Regions from separate parts of the Oryzias latipes genome. Here region 1 is linked to region 2. The links are chromatin contacts, called in public Hi-C maps. All regions are on one chromosome and are shown on one strand. Each heading gives the region's core, a stretch centred on a gene start, on an enhancer-like site or on the middle of the called end of the contact. The rest is flanking DNA. Distances are from core to core; before and after follow the strand shown.

What was found. A called contact is a pair of places that touch in the nucleus more often than the background predicts.
Region 1: a contact with region 2 is called in a Hi-C map of embryo, with 4 times the contacts expected there. The contact joins the promoter of LOC101156102 here to the promoter of LOC101155614 in region 2. A contact is called at or near these places in 4 of 5 Hi-C or Micro-C datasets (embryo, fibroblasts and gastrula embryo).

The regions. Positions count from the first base shown.
Region 1 is chr11:18,200,882-18,206,143 of ASM223467v1, reverse strand. LOC101156102 (CTP synthase 1) reads right to left here and starts at 1,337. Exons shown (of 18, transcript XM_011481062.3): 1 at 1,155-1,337; 2 at 1-107. The coding sequence starts at 67.
Region 2 is chr11:17,976,296-17,981,440 of ASM223467v1, reverse strand. LOC101155614 (forkhead box protein O6) reads right to left here and starts at 2,412. Exons shown (of 2, transcript XM_023960041.1): 1 at 1,536-2,412. The coding sequence starts at 2,018.

The DNA of each region.
Region 1 (5,262 bases), core at 88-2,587, 230 kb before region 2:
TGATGCCTTTGCCGATGCCGGAGATGACCCCACCGGTCACCAGGATGTACTTCATCATTTTGCTCATTAGTCCTGGACAGATGGAGTCAGACTGTGGACCTGAACATCTACAAAAATAAAACCAGACTTCCATTTGACCCATTTAAAACTAAATATTTGGGTACAGGAATATGATTGTGTAATAATTTAAACACATGGGAATAAAAATGAGACCCTGAAAGGAAATTTCAAGTAGAAGATGTAAACACAAATGCTGAATCATCTGTCAGCCTTTTCTCTGAGTCACACCATGACGAAGCAGAATCTGAAGCAGACTTTTAAATACAAATTAATATGCATGTCCTTTCTGTGTTCATCTTGAATTTTTTTTTATGAAATACTTGTGAATTTCCCCCCCAACGTAAAAAAACTCATTACATTTCAAACACTATTAAAACTGTTATTGCGGAATAAAACAAAACAATCTTTACCACTTGAGAATTTGAAGACTAATACATTATATGATTTAATTATAGGATTAGTAAATAGGAAAAAGAAGGAAGAAAAACATCTAGAGTGAGTGAGACATCTGTCTTGCTCGATTATTTCAACAGCACAACTTAAGCGGGCGGGGAAGTCCTTAAAATACCGCACTTTAAGTAGTGCACCGCCCGTCTAAAAGGGCACGATACCAATACTAAGCCCACACCAACTCGTGTTTGTGTTAAGGTTGTTTTTCGGTCAAAAAGTACATAAGAGGTCACAGTCGAAGCGCCAAAATTAATGTTCCTTATCAACGTTTAACCACGGATTGTGCTGGGAAGCGACTATTTCTATATCATATATAAACAGACTCGCGCTTTTATCTTAAATTACATCCCATAACATAACAAAACCGGTGTCATTCAAAATAAAAGATTTCGAATACAAAGTAAATAAAGGATTTTAACGTCATCATTAGCCTAAAAAATGGCATAATGTTGATTAATTTATCATTTATTATTAACTATCAAGTGTGCCCCGGTTTAGTCATAATAATATAGTTTTAAAAATGTAATTTAATCCTTAATTTTATGTACTCAACCGGAAGTTACTGCTTTTTTTGTGCCGCTTGACTATGTTGGCATGCTAGCTAAAAATCCTCTCCATAACACAAGCGTCGGATTTCAACTTACGAGACTCTTCCTCGGTCCAGAGTTTCGCTAAAACCAAGAAAGTGTTCACAGTTTTTCTAGTCTGAGATCAACTTCTGACCCAAGAACAAGACAACCTTTTTCTCAAAGCAACCTCTAGATGTGCGCTACACGTGCGAAGCCCACGAGCCGCTTTGCGTCCCTCATTCTGACGAATACTCGTGATGCGTTTAAGGTTGCCTCGGAAAGTAGGGTGGTGCGGTGCGTTTCTCAAAAATTCGTTAAGCCGCTCAAAAAGCAAGTTTAGGATGACAGTGCTCTTTACGTGAAAACCATGACCATGAAATGCTTGCACAGACTTATTTCAGTATCAGAGTATATTTATGATAAATTATGAGATTAAAACTTTCATTATTTCCCCCCCCCCCTGTTTTTACTTCTGTAAATACAGAACGTGTCCTTGTCTGAAAACATTCATTTTGACTTTTCTTTTCTTTTTTATCCAAACTTACAATCCCTCACCACACACACTCAGTGAGATGAAGTGAAAAAGCTTAAAAATTAGACGCCAGGTTCCATGCCAAACACTAAGCCCATTCAAACGTCTTCTCACTTTTTGTCATTTCAACTACTTTTGGTCTGGAAACGCCCAGCTCCATCAAGAGTTTCCTTCTAGTTTTTCGCTTTTTCTTACATTGGTTGTTTTCAAAATGTTTGCTTTATACTAATTGAAAAAAAAGAAGAAAACCTTAATCACCACTGATAGTTTGTTCTCTTTGAGAGCTAAGAACTTCATCAAACTTTCAGCTTGGAAAATCCCTTAGTAGACTGTTTTTGGAAGCAGCTTTATGGTTTTTAAGTAACACCTGATTAGATTTGAAAACATCAAACAGACTGTATGTGTGTATTTTTGTGTGATTATGTGGTTATCTGTGAGTGGAAGTGTAGGCATGAGTGCCAGTTTGTGAGTGGGAGTATTGATACACTGTTGTGTACATGTTTGCCATTTTGTCCGAGTGTGTGTGTGTGTTAATTTGTGTGTGTCCGTGTTTGCATTCGTCTATATTTATGTGCTTTTCTGTGTGTTTATGCATCCCTTGTGCTATCTTAGATGACCCCACCCTTACATTGACGTGTTCTCCCTACCATGACAAAGGTGGATAAAGGTGGAAAGATTTCATGTAATCCATGGACACCAGTGAGGTTCACAAATCATTGAAGTAAAAAGGTTCATAGCACTGTCTAGTGGGTCCAGATGACCCAACGTTAAAGTGCCTGGGATAGCACAAGGGTTACATGTAAGACTGTGTTTGTTTGTTTTTAAATGGGCTGTCTATCGTTCCTTACATCAGTACATCAGTCCATCGTCCCACCCTGCCTCAAATCCTCAACTATTGTCCCTCTGCCCAAAACATCCACAATCACAGGCCTCAAGGACTATAGACCCGTCGCCTTGACCCCGATCATCACAAAATGCCTTGAGAAACTGGTACGCAACCACATTACCTCATGCCTTCCATCAACACTTGACAGCTACCAGTTTGCATACAGGGCGAACAGGTCCACAGAAGATGCCATCACCACCACTCTCCACACTGCTTTGTCCCATCTGGAGCAACCGGGGAACTACGTGAGGCTGCTGTTTGTGGATTTCAGTTCCGCCTTTAACACCATCCTCCCTCACAGACTTGTTTCCAAACTGGAGGCCCTCGGACTCCCCACCTCCACATGCCTCTGGATTTTGGACTTCTTGACAGCCCGCCCCCAGAGGGTTAGAGTAGGGTCCCACACGTCGACAGCTCTCACCCTCAGTACCGGCTCCCCACAGGGCTGTGTGCTGAGCCCCCTGCTCTACACCCTCTACACACAAGACTGCACCTCCACCCACCCCAGCAATACCATCATTAAGTTTGCAGACGACACCACAGTAGTGGGGCTCATCTCTGGGAATGATGAGTCCGCTTACCGGGACGAGGTGGAGCGGCTCTGTGTCTGGTGTGAAAAAAACAATCTAATCCTCAACACAACAAAAACCAAGGAAATGGTGGTGGACTACAGGAGAAAAAAAAACTGTCATTCAGCCACTGTTTATTGGTGGGGATTGTGTGGAGAGGGTGGCTGCTTTCAAGCTCCTGGGCGTCACCATTGAGCAGGACCTGACCTGGAGCGCCAACACCACTGCTCTGGTAAAGAAGGCCCAGCAGAGACTGTATTTTCTCAGGCTTTTAAAGAAAAACAAACTGAGGGAGAAACTGCTGGTGTCCTTCTACCGCTGCTCAATAGAGAGCATTTTAACGTACTGTGTCTGTGCCTGGTTTGCCAGTTGCACAGCTGTGGCTAGGACAGCTCTCCAGAGAGTCGCCACAAGAGCCCAGAAGATCATCGGCTGCCCTCTCCCATCCCTGGAAGAACTGTACAGTTCTCGCTGCCTAAAAAAGGCTCAAAACATTCTGCTGGATCCATCACACCCCGGACATTCCCAGTTTGAACTGCTGCCTTCAGGCAGGAGATACAGAACAATTAAAACAAGAACAAACAGATTAAAAAACAGCTTCTATCCGAGAGCCACCGTGGCCTTAAATGCTGCTAAATAAAGTTTATTTATTAGGGAAGTGTGCAATAACCGGAGAAGGTGTAACCTCCTTTTTATATTTTGTTGTATATTTTTTAACATATCTTTCTTATGTTGTCTTATTTCGCAGTTTTTAGTTTTCTACTCTTACTTGACTTTTTATTCCACCGGAAAAAATTGCACTGTAATTTCGTTGTACATGTACAATGACAAATAAAGATATTTCTATTTCTATTTCTACCTCTCTGTCTAGACCGATTAAAATGCAGTAACCTGCCCGGCAAGTATATCCTTTATGACCTTTTTTACTATTTATTTGAGCATTTCTTTCACTTCTGCTTATAGTCCAACCATTGAGCGCTCTCTCTCTCTCTCTGTAAATCTAACTATCTATCTATCTATCTATCTATCTATCTATCTATCTATCTATCTATCTATCTATCTATCTATCTATCTATCTATCTATCTATCTATCTATCTATCTATCTATCTATCTATCTATCTATCTATCTATCTATCTATCTATCTATCTATCTATCTATCTATCTATCTATCTATCTATCTATCCATCCATCCATCCATCCATCCATCCATCCATCCATCCATCCATCCATCCATCCATCCATCCATCCATCCATCCATCCATCCATCCATCCATCCATCCATCCATCCATCCATCCATCCATCTATCTATCTATCTATCTATCTATCTATCTATCTATCTATCCATCCATCCATCCATCCATCCATCCATCCATCCATCCATCCATCCATCCATCCATCCATCCATCCATCCATCCATCCATCCATCCATCCATCCATCTATCTATCTATCTATCTATCTATCTATCCATCCATCCATCCATCCATCCATCCATCCATCCATCCATCCATCCATCCATCCATCCATCCATCCATCCATCCATCCATCCATCCATCCATCTATCTATCTATCTATCTATCTATCTATCTATCTATCTATCTATCTATCTATCTATCTATCTATCTATCTATCTATCTATCTATCTAGTGTATCTATATATCCAGTGTATCTTTATATCTATCTATCTATATATGGATATATATATATATATATATATATATATATATATATATATATATATATATATATATATATATATATATATATATATATATATATATATATATATATATATATATATATATATATATATATATATATATTAACAAGTTATCAATGTGTCATTGTTTCCTTCTTTTTGTCTCATCCAGTATCATAGTAAACACTTGCAAAATTTAATTTCATTTAGCCTCTTAGCAGCTCTTAGTTTTCATTTTGTATGAATTTTGGTTAGTGTAGACATAATTTCAGCTTAAAAGTACACAAAAGTGTTTTAATGAGTATACACATTATGCAAACATATAAGTATATTCATAAATCTCCGTATAGAAATTAGGCATACTGTAGGTACTATACTATATGAATGCTTCTTCGGACTAAATTGAAACATTTTTAAGTTTATATTATATAAATACACTTAAAGTTTAGATCTTTAAAAAACAAATGAGAAAATGTATTTTTATCAGTAACAAATC
Region 2 (5,145 bases), core at 1,163-3,662:
GTGAAAACCAGACTAATTCCTAACAGGTGTTTGAAAAAACTCCAGCTTCCCATTGTCAGAAACTCTTAAGTGTCCCTAAATCGTGTCACACCAATAGTTCCTCCTCATTGTTCTTTTAGTAAAAGTTTCCTTTGTATCAAATGAAACATCAAACCCAGCTGGATGTCCAGGTGGACCTCTTTTCCTTTTTTGGGTTGATCTTGACCGATGTTGGCTCAACATGTTCGCCGCCATGAGGCTGAGTAGCTCTACCCCCCCCCCCCCCCACACACACACACACACACACACTAGGTCTGACAGAATAGTCATTTCAAATGCAAATCATTTCAGTTTTGGGGAAATGTTTTCTTTTCTTTTGGGGGGATTTGTAGCATTTACTTATGTTGGCACCTTCAAAGCTGTTTATCAGACCTGAAAAGTCTGCGAGACCTTCATGTTTTACATATGTTTTGTGGTTTCAGACCTTTGGTTGACCTCCAACCAAACCGTCACCTGTTGAGCTTTTGCTACCCAGCATCAAACTGACAAACACGTCCTGCAGAGAAACTCTCTGTGAATCCACATTTTCTCCATTCATCTGCGCCTCAGAGACACCCGATCCATGCGAGTCAGAGGACAAATCCAGAAGGACGCTTTGAAGGAGACAGCATAAAGTAGGTTTTAAACGGAGTCAGTGTCACACTCAGATGCAGTAAAACGCCCGCTGATCCCATCGCAGCGGAGTTCCCTCTTCCTGAGCGTGTTTGACAAAGAGTCTTCCTGTGTTCTCACTGAAGGAACAAAGAAAGACGTAGAGGCTCTGCCTCCTGAAGAGGCTTAGAAGAATCATCTGTCAGGTCTGTGCTGGAGTTAAGAAACTTTGCTGCACATTTTCTAAGACTTTCGGTATAAACTGTTGGAGAAGAATCCTAAAAACCTTCTTCAGTTTAGACTCATGAAGGAGGAAGAAGCTAAGACGTGTTCAGAGCTTGACAGCTAGAGAGTTGGGCAATGAAACATTTGTGTTCTTTAATTTGCTTAAATATCGTTTTCAAAAAAAGCTATTTGACTTTAAGAGTGAGTTCTGAATCTAAATCGATCAGCTTTGGAACAGAATCTTCTTTGCACCTCAGCAACTTCATGGAGAACCTGCTGTCAGTTTCTGCCAAAAAGCAGATTAAGACACGGAGATTAGATTAACATTAATTTGAATGTAAAAGATTATCTGAGTATACATCTGTTTACTATGACACCCAATCTCCTCTGTTATTGTGCTTTTAGAGCAGTGCCATGCGCTTTGGCTTTGCGTAATTCAGAGGAATAGGTGGGGAGAGAGAGGGTGGGCTGAATCTCTGCTGCCCCCCGCGTGACCCCGGCATCCCTGTGAAGTGCGCTCCCGGATTCCGAGTAAAGAGGAAGCTTGCGTGTCCTGGGTCTCGACCTCAAACGGCACGCACCCCTTGAACCCTGCTGCCGCGCGCCGGCCGCCCCATCTGGCCCGCCGTTAGAGAAGATGCGTGTCAGGTGTGAGAAAGCCAGACTGTCACGTGACTTACCTTCCAACCGGCGGAGCTGTTGCTATCTCCTTTATCCTTGAAGTACGGCACGAAGCGGACCATCCAGTCGTAGATCTGGGACAGGGTCAGCCTCTTCTCTGGCGCGCTCTCAATGGCACGCGTGATCAGGTCCGCGTACGATAGGTTCCCCCACGCGTTGCGCCGCGAGGACTTGGCTTTGCGCAGCTGTCCCGTCACGTCTAGCGCGGCTCCGGACACGCGGGCGGGGGCCGCCACCTCAGGGGCCGACGCGCCCGCAGGGTGCTTAATGTCTGCCGGCGCGGCGCCGTTGCTCTCGGCCCGGCACGCGGGAACGTCGTAATGCTCCACTTTGACAGACGCTGGACCCCCGCCACGCGCCTCCGCCGCGCAGGGGAAATCCTCCGTGCACGGCAGCGGCCAGGCGCACGAGCGTCCGTGAGGCTCAAATCCAGAACGAACCGGACGCGCGTGCATTCCGCCGCTCTCCATCATCATAAGCATGATGGTCGCGAGGTCACGTCAGCCGCGTGTCCGTGGGTTGAAGCCCGAGCTGCTCCGCGCGTGAAGCAGAAAGAAGTCCGTGTTTCACAGAGCAGCGGTGTGGCTCCTCCTCCCAGGAACAAGCTCCTCCTCCTCACATCAGGACAGGTACAGGTGTGTCCGACCCTGTGACAGTCATGGTCTGCGCGCTGAGGTCAAACGTCCCAAAGGCGCAGCAACAGCTGATCTGATCCAACTCCTCCAACTGTCCGAGCGCCCTCTCACCTTTTATCCCCACGCCGCTTCACCCTTAAATTATTCAGAAGTGGCTGCAATCCTACGGAACTGAGCAGGTTTCGTTTGGAGCATCTTCACGTCGTGACAGCGTCCACACGTGCCCGCGCGCCAATACAGCTCTGAGACACTTTAAGTGAAGAAGCTGCTGCTGTGTAATTGGACGCGCGTGGACCAAGTCACTCCCTCCTGAGCGCGAGGGGGGAGGGGGGAGAAGTTCCGACTCTAGTCTAACCATAAATGCATAATTCATAAATCCAAATCACAGAGAGACATTGTGTAAAAGCGATGTTCAAAGAGGAAACTTGTGATTTGAACCACGCTTTTCATGGTGGGGGGCTCTTGTGGATGGGGGTTTTTGGATTGGGCTTCATGGAAAAGCGGGAAATGGTGTAGAATGTCCTAAATATTCCACACCATTGTCCTCAAATCTATTTATTCACGCGCCTTTACAACATGTATTTGCGTAAAGAAACAATTAAGTAACAAATAATTTTGTGTATGACATTAATGCTCGTTACTATAGTTATAAAAGTGCACGTGAAGCATGTATATCATTAAGTGATGTATATTAATGTATAATGCAAATAATAGATCATTTCAATTTAATCATGAAAAAATAACAAAACAGGTATTTTTGAAGCGTTTTTCTCATGTAAAGAAAAACTGTAAAACAATGAGAGAGAGAAAATGTTTGATAAAATATTTATTTCATTTTTGAAATAGCCTTAAATCTATTTGTAACCATAATTTGATAGTCTTTATGAGGTTGTTCCATTAAAAAAAGAACTCTTAAAACTTGTTGTTGCTCCCGCTGGGGTCTCTATTAATGCAATATGAGCTTCAAAGACCAATTCCCGTGCAGTCTAACAGCATGTACATCCGTGTTGTGGTCCCTCAGCATGTCTGCGGGACCACTTCCTGTCGCGCTCTTCTGTCAAAGCCTCTGCTGTGGATGAGCTGCTGAAGAGAGAAAAGAGGAAAATAAGCCCATCATCTGTCCATTACATTTAAACCAGACCAATAAATATGCAACGCTTTACTGTTGTCCATGAATAAAGCCACAGATCACAAAAGATGGAGATCCACAAAATTGGGGAAATTTGAACAGTTTTATTATGGACAATCGAACAGTTCAGGGTAAATCTCTGGGGTATCGAGATGTTTTTAAGCACTCAGATGTTCCTCTGAATGTTCTTCTGCAAAAAAATGTTCTTCTGCAGACAGATTGTCTCCTGCACACAAATGTGCTTCTGGACACAAATTATTTTCCATACAGTGGTTCTTCTACATAGATATGTTGTTCTGCACAGAGATGTTGTTATGCACCCAGATGTTCTTCAAATCATAGCTACGCTGTTCTTTTTAACAAACCAATATAGCTCTGCACTCCGATGTGCTCCTGGACACACACATTCCTATATGTACCTTCTACCAATAGATGTTATGCTGCACAGGGATGTTCTTCTGAGACAACAAATCTTCTGCTGCAAATCAAAGTTCTTCTGAAAACAGATGTTTCTCTGCACACTGATGTTTTTTCCAGCATTCAGGTGTCTTTTTGCACACAAACTTTCTCCTGCATGCAGATGTTTTTCCGCATGCAAGTGTGTTTTTGCACACAGATGTTTTCCAAAATGCAGATGTTTTGCTGCATGCAAGTGTCTTTTTCCACGCAGATTTTCTCCTGCATAACCCAAACCCTTTTTCACAGAAAACCACAGAATCAAAATGGACGCGTCATGTTTCTTCTGCATTCAGGTGTTATTTAGCGCACCAATTTTCAACTGCACAGAGATGTTCTTCAAAAAGCAGATTATCTTCCGCCTAAAGCTGTTCTTCTGCATCCAGATGTTTGTCAGCTCACAGTAGTTCTCCAACACTGAGATGTTCTGCAGCAAAGAGAAACTCTTTAGCACACGCCTGTCCTTCTGTATCAATATGTTATAGGTCTTTTGCACAGATGTTCTTTATTGCACACAGATGCTGTCCAGGTTTCTTCTGCAAACTCTTAATGTTCAGATCCAGGAAGTTGGACATCCTCTCTTTTCTTCAATTGGGGTCCCAGCCAGAAGGTACCATGCATGCTTCCTATTGCCATTCTTTCCTTTCAAGCTATCTGATTCCTCAGTCTTGGAATGTGCTTCTGGTTTACTGGGGTAGGAGCCACATAATTAAAACAGACCTGTCATGATCATCTATGACAAGAATCTGGGTGATGCTTTGGTCTAAATGTTCCTCACACAAAGCATAATTGTTAGAGTTTGCTTTTCAGCATAAATCAGCCCTGTGATTTAACATGGTTGGGTCAAAGGGCGCCACATTTGTCACCCCCGTCTCCTTAGGTGGCTTGGAGTCTATGAAGCTCCATCAACAGCTGCTCTGTCTACGTCTACGTAATTGTGCATTTTGGACTTCCAGGTTCAAAACTCTTATCTATTTATTCTTATTATTTACAGGTTCTACATACAAAACGTGCAACTATTGAACATGCATTAAAAGCCAGGTTTAGCCAGGTGGAACGTTGACCAATTAGGGACTCAGATGTGGTAGTGACTTTTGGATGGCGTCCCTTTTAATTCACGAAAGTGCCAACCGTTTGAAAATTGATCATGGAGGAGAAATTAATAATTGCGGTTTGCGCCCGGCCAGAATTATATCATGTATCAAAAAAGAGTTGTGAAAGAAAAAGCCTGGCGCAAGATTTTCAAAATTTGCCAGATTTGAACCGATTCAACGTTTCGCACCAAGCCTCTTCCAACTTCAGGGACATGCGCTAGTATCAGGTAGCAACAGTTCCAGTGTCAACGCCATATGCTAAACACATGTTCAAGAATGCATGTCACATGTCTGG